Linked DNA regions of Hordeum vulgare: region 1 is linked to region 2. A link is a contact called in public Hi-C data. All regions are on one chromosome and are shown on one strand. Each heading gives the region's core, a stretch centred on a gene start, on an enhancer-like site or on the middle of the called end of the contact. The rest is flanking DNA. Distances are from core to core; before and after follow the strand shown.

The links. Hi-C and Micro-C count contacts between places; a contact is called where the count stands out from the background.
Region 1: a contact with region 2 is called in a Hi-C map of leaf, with 2.3 times the contacts expected there. The contact joins the promoter of LOC123425388 here to the promoter of LOC123425387 in region 2. A contact is called at or near these places in 3 of 6 Hi-C or Micro-C datasets (leaf and seedling) and 1 of 1 datasets of contacts at active chromatin or transcription factors (embryo).

What each region holds. Positions count from the first base shown.
Region 1 is chr2H:108,627,196-108,633,369 of MorexV3_pseudomolecules_assembly, forward strand. LOC123425388 (phosphatidylinositol glycan anchor biosynthesis class U protein-like) reads right to left here and starts at 4,680. Exons shown (of 15, transcript XM_045109083.1): 1 at 4,431-4,680; 2 at 3,911-4,063; 3 at 3,760-3,807; 4 at 2,719-2,779; 5 at 2,561-2,593; 6 at 2,194-2,318; 7 at 1,534-1,668; 8 at 1,241-1,317; 9 at 903-1,150; 10 at 480-536; 11 at 238-406; 12 at 57-114. The coding sequence starts at 4,043.
Region 2 is chr2H:108,219,341-108,225,449 of MorexV3_pseudomolecules_assembly, forward strand. LOC123425387 (ninja-family protein 3) reads right to left here and starts at 2,399. Exons shown (of 2, transcript XM_045109081.1): 1 at 1,492-2,399; 2 at 108-771. The coding sequence starts at 1,993. The coding sequence ends at 329.

The DNA.
Region 1 (6,174 bases), core at 3,430-5,929, 410 kb after region 2:
TAACTTATGATATTAGACACTAATTCAAAAATATTCGATACCGGCATTTTAGGTACCCGCTAATTCATTGGCGAACAGGCCTAGAAGTCCAATATATAGAGCTGAATCTCCAGCCTTCAAGATAAGCATGAATTTAGGAGCAAAAACAAGAGAGCAAAACATGAAACAAAACTGAACATCAACCTTATGCAGCCAAGGGGTTAAATTCATCAGAACTACCATGTAAAATATACTCACCGAGGGATAAGATTTCAGCATTGCAACAATTGCTGTGTAAACAAAGGCAAGGAAGCACGGTCGATGCTTCAAACGGATAGCCAATGGCAAGACCATAAAAATGATGTTCATATTAAAGACTATAAGAAAGAAGCTTCTGAAGAAGTCAAAGACTTCGGCAAAGAAATACCTGCATTAATTCTCAAACAAATCAGATTAGTCAAATTATACCTGGGTTCCAATTACACTTTCTTAAGACTTACCATAACACACCAATATTTGGTGATAAATCCTTCACCGTAAGGATAAAACCATATGTCCTGCAAAACCAATGCACACAAGTCAAGACTAGGCATTTGGTAACAGATAAAAGCCAGTCAATTGCAAACACACAAATCGGTACTAGGCACTTGGCAAGCAATAAAGGCCAGTCAATTGCAAGAAAAGACGACTTTGACTAGATGAGGCCCAACAACAAAGTTGACATGTTAGGAAAATTGAGGGGACAGGCTATATTGCTGATAAGAATATACAAATATCCAAGACCAAATTGAATTCATAAATAAGAGCTGTATTAATTTCTCCTTTAAAATTCACCATGAATGGGGAAAGTCTTAACAGAAAATATTACACTCTTTCACATGATTTTGATGGCTACAGAAGAATTAAATGGTCAAACATCTTACTTTTCAAACATCTCCTGTAGGCCACCCACTTTATTTAGAATAATGCTGTTCAATAACAACACATAACATGACCAGATAAACACCCACAATATGAAGTGAAGTATTGGTTTCCGTGAGAATTGTCCAAAACCTTTTTGGCTAGTACTTTTTCCATTATCTGACATGACAATTTTATTGGCACTCGAGCCTCTCTGAAGAAAGACTTTAGCTGGAGGAGTATCTGGACCATTACCCAATAAAAGAGCAACCTGAAAAACTAACAGTTAGAGATCAGCAGTGCAGATAAATGGCATGTACATACCATTGAACATTGAAAAAAAAATGGTTGTGGCACATACAGGTAGAATGAGAATTGCAGGATAAAGGGAAAGGTGTGTTGCCATAACATATCCAAAGGCAGCAAGCGGCACAAGACCTACAAAAGTTGCAAGGATGTTTTAATTGGAATTAGACTTGGGGAATTCTTGGTTATCTGAAGATCAATATACCATCTTCCATAAAAAAGTTATTAACGGAGGATTTGCCAAATAAAAGGCCAAGAAACAATGAGGTAAACAACTAGTTTAAGTAATATAATAGATATATTGAAAAACATAGAAGGCTGGAGGGAAACACAGCTAGCTCAACTTACCTGAACAGGCTCCATGTAACATTATCACGACCATTAAATTCTCAATTGGCGATGTACATGAACCCACACAGGTGATTATTGTCCAAGGGTTCCACAGATATATTAGAGAAGCAGTATCTCCTGCGCTTACATTCACTGTAAGTGTCACAAAAATGATAATTAGTACTATAAACAATTAGTAAGCATCACAAGACAAAGCATCCGACTCAAAGAGAGTGATGTTCCATTCACACCTTTCCAGACAAGATTGTATACTTTTCTCTTACCAACAACAAATTCGCACTATCAGGCAAGCAGAGGACTATACACATTAAAATCCACAAGGAAAATCCATAACCTTTTTTATTCCTTGTAAAGGAAAATTCGCATAAGTGGGTTTCCTTCTTTAAGAAAATATAAAGCTTAGAATGTCAACAACTACTTGACAAATAAAACATCTCTAAGATTTCACTTTTGGAGCTGTACGTCACAAGTATACAAATTTCAAAACCTTTGTGGTCGTTGGTACTCGGGAAAATAAATAGAAATTGGTGCCAAACAAAAGGCAAATTTAGCTCAAGATTCAATAAAGCACATCTCATGTTTTAGTTCAAATTTGAACTAAAACCAGGACACTTATTTTGCAACGGAGGGAGTATAACATTAACTAGTATGACTCACCAGAATTGTCCACTGATTTTGTGAGGTCAAGAGACTTCAAGCTTCTGTTACGTGCCATTTGGAGTGTACGCCCAGTTGATCGAATGAGTATAGCAGCTATAAAATCTACAGCCACAAAAACCAAACTGTGTTGTGCATTCATGAGTGTAATATTACATGACTGCCAGCAAAATGCAATAGTCATGGAAATATTCATGGTTACATTTTTTTTGGTTTGAACAATACAATGGGCAAGATAAAGAACATAAAAAGTAAAGCCTAAAGAAAACTGATTTTCTTCTATGAAAATCAGGTATACTTGAACAAGTTATCAATCTTAGACAAACATATACTGGTTTAAATGAACAATACATAGTAACTTATTTACCTGCAATATATATGAGAATGGTGTCCGCCTGACCTGTGACACCATGGAGTGTTAGAATACTAATATTTCATATGGTGATCTGATCAAATGAAGAGACATAGCAACAGTGGCGACATGAAAGAAATGATCAAAGAAGCATTAAAAAAAGGACCAAACACCTTTTGCTGGTTAGCGGACCAAGAACCGATAGAAGCAAAGGGGAACCATGATACATCGAACCTGAAAAACAGATCATTCAACAGGCTGGACCATCCCTTAAAAGTTCAAACTGTTAACACATCAACACTACAAAGAGCAAAAATATCACGGCTAATTGCTAAGCTTTGTCACGTAATTGCAAGAAGCATCTAGGCCTCTGATAAGTAGGAGCCATATTAGTTATCAGTAGTTTGTTACAGAAAAATTAACATGAAATAGTGCCTATCAGTATTCAGTAGATACCCAGACATTGATCCCAAATATAGGAAGGTGTCTTTCTGAGGCACCACCTGACCATCAAGGCTAACATCCTCCTCCTCGTGCATTATAGTACTGAAAGCGCACTTCATGTACTCGATTTTAGTCCTACTAAGTCTAAAACCTTTCGATTCCAAGGTTTTGCCTCCATAACTCAACTTCTTGTTGACCCCCGTCCGACTATCATCGACTAGCACCACATCGTCCGCAAAGAGCATACACAATGGGATATCTCCTTGTATATCCCTTGTGACCCCTGATGCAGCCCTATCTTAATCGGGAAGTCACCAGTGTCGCCATCAAGTATTTTAAAATTGCACTGTAGTACTCCCTCCCCCGGTGAAGATTTTACATTTAGCTTTAAAATTTGTCCACAAAAGTTGTATTTCTATCTTCCCGATGCACTTTAAAGTAGAAAAAATGTTTCTCTCTCATCACACGGTAATCAAGACCAATAACATTCTACATATGGTCTCCTCAATTTCTACATGCACTTAGCTCATTGGGGTTTGGGTAATTAAAGAGGAAAGAATGATGGTTTGCACCTTTCCAATGCATTTTTTACTCCACTCCACAATTTGTCCTAAAATTTCTATATGCACATTTTTCACCGGACGGAGGGAGTACCTAATAGTACCACCTCCCACCCCACTATCATGGCCTCGAAATTTTGGTCATTCAGATGCAAATGTGAAGTGCTAAAAGTTAGCAAAGAGAGCAAAGAGGGGAGCTGCGTAACGTACCGGAATAGGGTGACATGGACGCCTGCTTTAGCCAGTATCCTTCTGCCACTGCACCACACACAGAGAGGCAAACAAGATGTCCAATTACGTCAGCATCACAAAATGGCTGGGGTTTGGAAGGGAAGGACTGAGAGCAAGGAGGTGTGCTTACGGCGGCGGAGGGACGTGAGGGGGGTGGAGACCTCCGGGCGGGAGGCAAGGTGGAGGTCTCCGCCGAAGAGCACCAGAACGAGGCGGAACCCAACGGCCGCGACAGCCATCGACCAGTAGTGTCGGATCGCCATCGCCGCTGATCAGTGGAGATCTAGGATTTGCAAATATGACATGTTAACATACTAATTTAATTTACCAACAGAACTATCATAATCCACCTGATTGGACACAGCAAATTCTGTGTAAAATCATAATTCACCTGATTGGACACAACAAAAATTTACATTCTACTAACTCTGTACCTATGTGCAAAATTGGACACAAGAAATTATGTGCAAAATTATGTGTATGTGTATCGGGAGTATCAATCATGACGACATAATTGGACACAAGAAATTATGTGTATGTGTTAATGTACGTGGCAGATAGCACTGTCATAATCCACCTGATAATTCATGAATCTAAACCCGAAATTCGTAATGAGGCCAATCAAAACTTGGGGAATGGAGAAAAGGTACCTCAAATCGGCTGGCCGCTGCAACTGCACACCGCCGGCCGCAGGGCAGGACTGCTGCCGAGTGCGGAATGGGCGGCTGCCGAGCCCCGGCTGGCAAGGCTGCGGTGCGGCGGTGGGCGACCGAAGGTTGGGGCGGGGAGGGGCACTGGGTGGGCAGGGCCGGCTCCTTGCCTCCTGGGGTCCGGTGGTGGCGACGGCGGGCCTGCGAGATCGGGAGGAGAATCGGGGACGGGAGTCGGGAGCAGTGTTTTTTTTTTTCCTGAGCGGTTGGAGCAAAGCCCGTGCTAATCGTGCCTGGAACGACATGGCCCACACAGACACATTTATTAAATGGGCTGTGTCGTACCAGCCCACGTGCCTTGCTTCCTGGCCCAGCCACGGCACAATTTTAGTTTGATGCGCTGTTTTTAGATCACTAGTAAAAGGGCCCGTGCGTTGCAACGGGACAAAGAAATGCATGATTATTTTTTAAATCAGCAAACATTTTATGAATGAAAAACTATTTTATAAGTCACAAACCATTATTTTTTGAATTTTTAGAATATTTTTCCATTCATGATCATTTTTAGAATTGACAATTTTTTTGCATAATTTCATTATAAAAAGTACTTCATGAACTTTAAAAAAATCATGAACATTGTTTGATTTCTTGAATATTTGTTTTCAAAATTTCAAACATTTTCTGCAAAATCACGAATATTTTTTAATCCACGAACATTTTATAATTTATTAAACATTCTATTTCAAAATTCCAACATAGGTTTCTCCTTGGGTTTCTCCGTGGGGGGGCGGCTGCTAATATAAGCTATCAAGAGTATCCACATGGGCAAAACAAAACTACAATATAAATGTAATTAAACAGCATAGGTTTCTCCTTGGGGGGACAAGAATGTCAGGCTGGCAACTCAACTTGTGAGAACATCAACGATTAGCAGCAGAAGAAAATGGTTTTATTCATTAATATACACACATGCTGTACATTGAAACATAAATAAATTTAAGAGAATCAACTCTTTGCAAGTATTAGAACAAGACTCAAACCTAAGAAAAAGAGGTCAGAATCCTTGACTATAGCAGGAATAACAGATATGTACAACAGGTGGCATAGCTAAATGAAGCGCAAAATAAATCAAATCCTAGGGAGGTAATACTGCCGTCGATAAAATGAGAACCCTAAAGCGGCTCTCGAAGCAATTGGATACTTATAAATTAAAATCATACCAACTCTTACCCCCTACTTCGTGATACATAACTATAGAACCTTTTGCAATAACACCCATTGGATTGGACAACTGCTAGTACTAAAGCTTAGGAACATAAATTCAAATCTGGAACAATTGATGCAAGTACTGCCGACCTTGAGGTGAAGCATATGAATCACTATGCACGGGTTATATGCCACAAAGGTTCGTCCACTTACTTCCCCTTGTAGACCTTCCCATGGGCGCCCTCCCCAACCTTGGATCCGACGAAGAGCATCTTGGGGTCGACCAGCAGCTTCCTGTCAATCCAGGACCCCAACGGCGACGTGGCGTCCGAGCACCGCGCGGGCTCCACCAATTACAGAGGGAGCATCGACATCCTCAAGTAGTTGTCATCACAAATCATGGTTCAGCTAACAATCCAGCATCTTCTTGAAAATAACAGTCTAATCACAAACATCAATTTGATTGAATGTACAAACAACCAAGTTTTTATATATGTCATTGTGTTAATTTAGGATCCAATTTGGTGCAGTAGTGTAT
Region 2 (6,109 bases), core at 1,149-3,648:
TGGGAGTTGATACACGTTTAGAATAAGCGAGAATTGAACAGGGCAAAATCGACTTCTCCTAAATCTTACTACACATTTACATTTACTGCGAGGCCACGCGCATCGACTGAACCAGCATATCCACTGTGGACACTGTAAACCTGATAATTCTCTCAAATTAGTTCACTCCCTTAACTTACAGTAAACACCTCAGGCAGGCCCTCCACTCCTCTCCACTCAATGGAAAGGCAGGGCGCTAAACATAATACACTGTAATGATAGCTAAAAATTCAGAGTAAAAAAGGAAAGAGAGGAAAAGAACATCTCTCCCCCTAGGTACATTCCGGCATTACAAGAAGACCGACGGCGAGGGGTTGACGACGATGTGCCTGAGCGGGTTCGTGACGTCGCCGCCGCCGGCGTGCTTCACGAACTCGGCCGGCGTCAGGAAGTTGCCGTGGCAGACGCACACTATCCTCACCTCCTCCCCTTTCCTGTACTTGTACAGGAAGCCGTCGATCTTCTTGCCGTTGGGGCCGTCCACCTTGGACGAGACCATCGGCATGTCCTCCATCATGCTCTTCCGCAGGTCGCCCGTGCTCGTCGTGCGCATCGTCAGCGACCGGAGGGTCCGCAACGGCGGTTGCTCCTTGACGATGCCGTTCGGCAGCTTCCCGGCAGGCGATGGTGCGGGCGGCGGGAGGGATTTGTTCTGGTTGCTGGCATTGTTATTATTATCAGAAGATATCTCCATGCTCGATGTGCTCTTCGCCTCAGCGCCATCACCGCTACCTGCACCAACGCAGAGGAGGAGATGTCACATTTTCATATTCCAACATGTCAATAAAGATTCATATCCCGATGTGTTCTTTTCCGTTTACTAATCGTCGGTGCTTTCCAGTTTTCAGGTAGACAATTCAAATCGTATATATTTAGCTGCTCGGATAATGATTAGTCTGAATAATCATACATACCCTGACGCTACTTAACTAGCCTAGTAGTGACTAAAAAGCTTGGAAATTAGAAACATGCCGTAGAAGGCATCCCTTCAGACCCTAGGAGCTCCAAATAATCCCAGAAATGAAATCACCCAAAACAAATGGCCCGAAAAGAAGGCAACAAATCCCATGCGTACGTAGAAGTATCATCAGATTGTGCAGAAAAGAATTCCCCAATTGTATGGCAGAAGCAGCTGTCAGCCAATTTGGCAAAAAAGAAGCATCAGCTCAACTAGCGTTCTAATTCTAACGAATCGATGTGAGTGCATCACAGCACCAAAGCAAGATCCATGGCAAAGAACACCCGACTTGTTAGATCCCCCTCTGTCCATGCATCTGCCACCGAAAGAAGTACGGTAAGCTCGGCATGACACCGACGTGCGTGGATCACCGGGAGCTCGGCAACTGAATAATTCGAGCAAGGAAACGCAATAAAACAGTTGGGATTGCAAGCTGATTATAGTAGCAGATAGTTGTAGGGGTAGCAGGGAAGCTGGTGAAAGCATGTGTATACCTTGGTCTGGCATGCTTGAGGAGGTGTTCCCCTGGTCGACGACGGAGCGGCGGAGCTGGAACGCGCTGGGGTAGAGCGGCTCCTGGGCGTCGTCACGGCTGCTGCTGCCGCCGGACTTGCCGGAGTTCATGGAGGTGCGGCGCTCGAGGCGCTTGCGCTTGGCCTGGAGGCGCTTGAGGCTCTGCATCTCGCGGCGGCGCCACCGCTCCTCCTCCGTCTCGGTGGGGAGCGAGCTGGTGCGCATGAGCGGCGCCGGCGGGGGCGTGGCGGCGGCGAGGTCGTCGCTGGCGCCCGGGAGCGTGCACATGGCGGCGAGGGAGGAGGAGCGCACCAGCCGCGGCTTCTTGGCATCCCGGCCGGAGTTGGCGCCGAAGCAGCCGCCCAGGGACAGGCCGAGGCTGAGCTCGACCACCTCGTCGGGCTCGCCGGCGCCGCCCCCCGCCTTGTCCGACGACGCGCCCTTCTCGCCGCCGAACCTGCCCAAGAAGTCCCTCGACGCCATGCCCGGCACAGAGAGGCGGAGAGCAAGCAATTCCCCGCCGCGAAACAGACGCCAACCCCTCCTGTCCCCCAAGCTCCGCTCCAAGGACGGCCAGGTTCTCAGGAACGCCTCGCCATTGCCGCAAATCCGTCCCGCGCCGGGCAATTCTCGGTCTCCAAACCCAGAGGAAAGAACATCACAGCCGCCAAGAACGAACAATCGACGTGCGCCAGGAAAGCAGAGCCAGCAGAATCGACGTCAATTAGATCCCTCTCGCTCTGCGCGGCGCGTGGGATCCTCGAGCGAGAGAGGGGAGGGGGGTGGGGGGTGGGGGTGGATGGGAATGGAGAGGAGAGGAGAGGAGAAGGAGGCCTGCGCTGCGTGCGTGTCGCTCTAATCTCCTTCGTTCTTAGACTACTCCATTAAACAGAATTGTTTGGAAATGGGAACAGGGGGGAGCTAGTTGGATGGGACTACGAGCGCATGGAGGCCGGCCACGTGTCGGACAGCGGGTACACGTGTTGGATCCCGACAAGCCGGGCCGATACAGGGCGGCGCGCGGCTCGGCTCGGCTCGGTTGGCTTGGGACCGCGGTTGGGGAAGTGTGACGTGTCGAGGCCGCGTAGGGGCGTCTGCCTGACACGTTTCGGGCTTCTGGTCCAGGGCACGGCTCCCCGTGCAGTGCCACTCCAGACTACTTCTAGTAGTTTTTTATGTCCTACTGTTTCTATGATTGTAGCTGCACGTCCTCGTTAATATTGATGCCTAGTACTCCAGTAAGGTTATGTATAATAAAGTACAGTCAGCAGACTGTAAAAATTAAAATATTATATTTTTGCTAAATTGGATGAGAGAGAAGAGAAGAAAGAAGAGAAGCGGACTCTTCGTAAAGAGCCAGCTCTAGCACGTGTTCCTAGGTGTTTTATGAGAATGAAAGGTGGACCATATATGATAAAAGTAGTACTCTTTTGTAGCTAACTGTTGTACAAACTAGCTATAAAGTAGGCTATAAGATGGCTTATAGCCAACAGTTGGTTATACTATTAACCATGCTCTAATGTATAGTCTCATTCTTTCTATGTCATGTATGATCGGATGTCAGAAAAAATAAGTTTGGATAATGAAGCGGCTTTTTCTGCAGGAGGCGGATGTTTGAAAAGAAAAAGTATGATCCGATGTAATAGCTGAAAAAGTTAAAGTGAAAATAAAGATGCATATGTATTAGTCATTATTTTCTATTCTTTCATGAGGCCCATTAATGATAGCTTGCATTGGAAAATAAAAATTAATATAAATGTCTCAAATTACTTTTTATCATGAGGCATCTCTATTTATATGTCATCATTGTACATACCTTAAGTAATTCATCCACGCCTTAGAAAAGCTTAAACGTCAAATCGTATATACTTTACTCAAAAATACTCCCTTGGTTTTTAAATATAAATCTTTTTTAGAAATTTTAATATAAACTACATACAGATATATATTAAATTTTGAGCATAGATTCATTTATCTTATTTAGTATGTAGCCTATAGTGAAAAAAATACAAGAACTTATATTTAGGAATGAAAGGAGTAGAAAACTAAAAGTTTTTAAAAATGATCAAAGATCACACGGTAAATAAAATCAGCTCGTACAAAAACATTTCTTTTCAACAACAAAAAAGACGACCCTATGCATCCGTCAACGAATAATCTGAAAAGATTTGTCGCCTCAACAGTCGTTAGATCTGGTCCAGCCAACAGTCCAATCTTGTCCTCATTATTGCAACAAAACCAGTATTGCAGAACCCTCGTTGCAACACACGTCATATTCTAGAAACATTCAAGTGCTGCATTTTTTCATCTTCGCGTTCAGCACACGTAGAGCTCGATGACGATCTCGGCCTTCTTGATCCAGCAAGAGAGACGGAGAAGTAGATGAGTTCTCCGGCAGCGTGACGGCGCTCTGGTGGTGGTGATGATCTACTCCTGCAGGGCTCCGCCCGAGCTTCACAGAAATCCGATCTAGAGGCAAAACTATGTGGAATACGTTTGAGTTGCATGTGGCAAAGTTGTATCTCAAAAACCCTAAAACCACGAGTATATATAGGAGGAGGGGAGGGGCTAGTCTTGGGGCACAAGGGCCCCAAGGATGCGCCGGCCAAAGGGGGAGGAGGACTACTCCTTCAATTCGGTTTGGGAAGGAGGAGTCCTCCTCTTCCTTCCCACCTCCCTCTTTCCTTTTTTTCTTTCTTTCCTTTGGTTTTTCACTTGTGGCGCCATAACCCTCTTGGGCTGGCTCCACAAGCCCACTAAGGGCTGGTGCGCCACCCTAAGGCTATTGGGCTCACTCCCGGGTGGGTGGGCCCCTCCCGGTGAACACCCGGAACCCATTCGTCACTCCCGGTACAGTGCCGGAAATGCCCGAAACTTTCCGGTGACCAAATGAAACCATCCTATATATCAATCTTCGTTCCTGGACCATTCCGGAAACCCTCGTAACATCCGTGATCTCATCTGGGACTCCTAACAACATTCAGTAACAACAAATATAACTCAACTATACTAAAACATCATCGAACCTTAAGTGTGCAGACCTGCGGGGTCGAGAACTATGTAGACATGACCCGAGACACTCCTCGGTCAATATCCAATGGCGGGACCTGGATGCCCATATTGGATCCTACATATTCTCCAAAGATCTTATCGGTTGAACCGCAGTGTCAAGGACTCATATAATCTCGTATGTCATTCCCTGTGTCCTTCGGTATGTTACTTGCCCCGAGATTTGATCGTCGGTATCCGCATACCTATTTCAATATCGTTACCGACAAGTCTCTTTACTCGTTCCGTAATACAAGATCCCTTGACTTACACTTAGTCACATTGCTTGCAAGGCTTGTTTGTGATGTTGTATTACCGAGTGGGCCCCGAGATACCTCTGTGTCACACGGAGTGACAAATCCCAGTCTTGATCCATACTAACTCAAGGTACACCTTCGGAGATAACTGTAGAGCACCTTTATAGTCAGCCAGTTACGTTGTGACGTCTGATACACACAAGGTATTTCTCCGGTGCCAGTGAGTTATATGATTTCATGGTCATAGGAATAAATACTTGACACGCAGAAAACAATATCAACAAAATAACACGGTCACATGCTACGTTCATAGTTTGGGTCTAGTCCATCACATGATTCTCCTAATGATGTGATCAAGTTATCAAGTGACAACACTTGCATATAGTCAGAAAACCTTGACTATCCTTGATCAACTGGCTAGCCAACTAGAGGCTTGCTAGGGACATTGTTTTGTCTATGTATCCACACATGTATCTATGTTTTCATTCAATACAATTATAACATGGATAATAAACGATTATCTCGAAACAGGAAATATAATAATAACTATTTTATCATTGCCTCTAGGGCATATTTCCAACAGTCTCCCACTTGCACTAGAGTCAATAATCTAGTCCTCACATCGCCATGTGATACGTCTCCAACGTATCTATAATTTTTGATTGTTCCATGATATTATATTATCAACTTGGGATGTCTTATATGCATTTATGTGCCATTTTATATCATTTTTGGGACTAACCTATTAAGTCAGTGCCTAGTGACAGTTTCTGTTTTTTCTGTGTTTTTGACCTTTTTCAGAAACGAATATTAAATGGAGTCCAAACGGAATAAAACTTGCGGGGTGATTTTTTTTCCATAACAGAAGATATGCAGAAGACTTTAGAACCAAGGCAGGAGGTCTCATGGGAGGTCACGAGCCCCCTAGGCGCGCCCTAGGGGGCGCCTAGCCGGCTCGTGGGCCCCCCTTGCCTCCTTTGCCCTACCTCTTTCGCCTATAAATTCCCAAAAATCCCGAAACCAACACAGAGAGCCACGAAAATAATTTTCCGCCGCCGCAAGCTTCTGTCTCCGCAAGATCCCATCTGGGACCGTTCTGGTGCCGTGCCGAAGGGGGATTCGGACACGGAGGGCTTCTTCATCAACACCATTGCCTCTCCGATGATGCGTGAGTAGTTCACAACATACCTTTGAGGCGATAGCTAGTTGCTAGATGGCTTCTTCTCTCTCTCTTGGATATTCAATACAAAGTTCTCCATGATCTTCATGGAGATCTATCCGATGTAACTTTCTT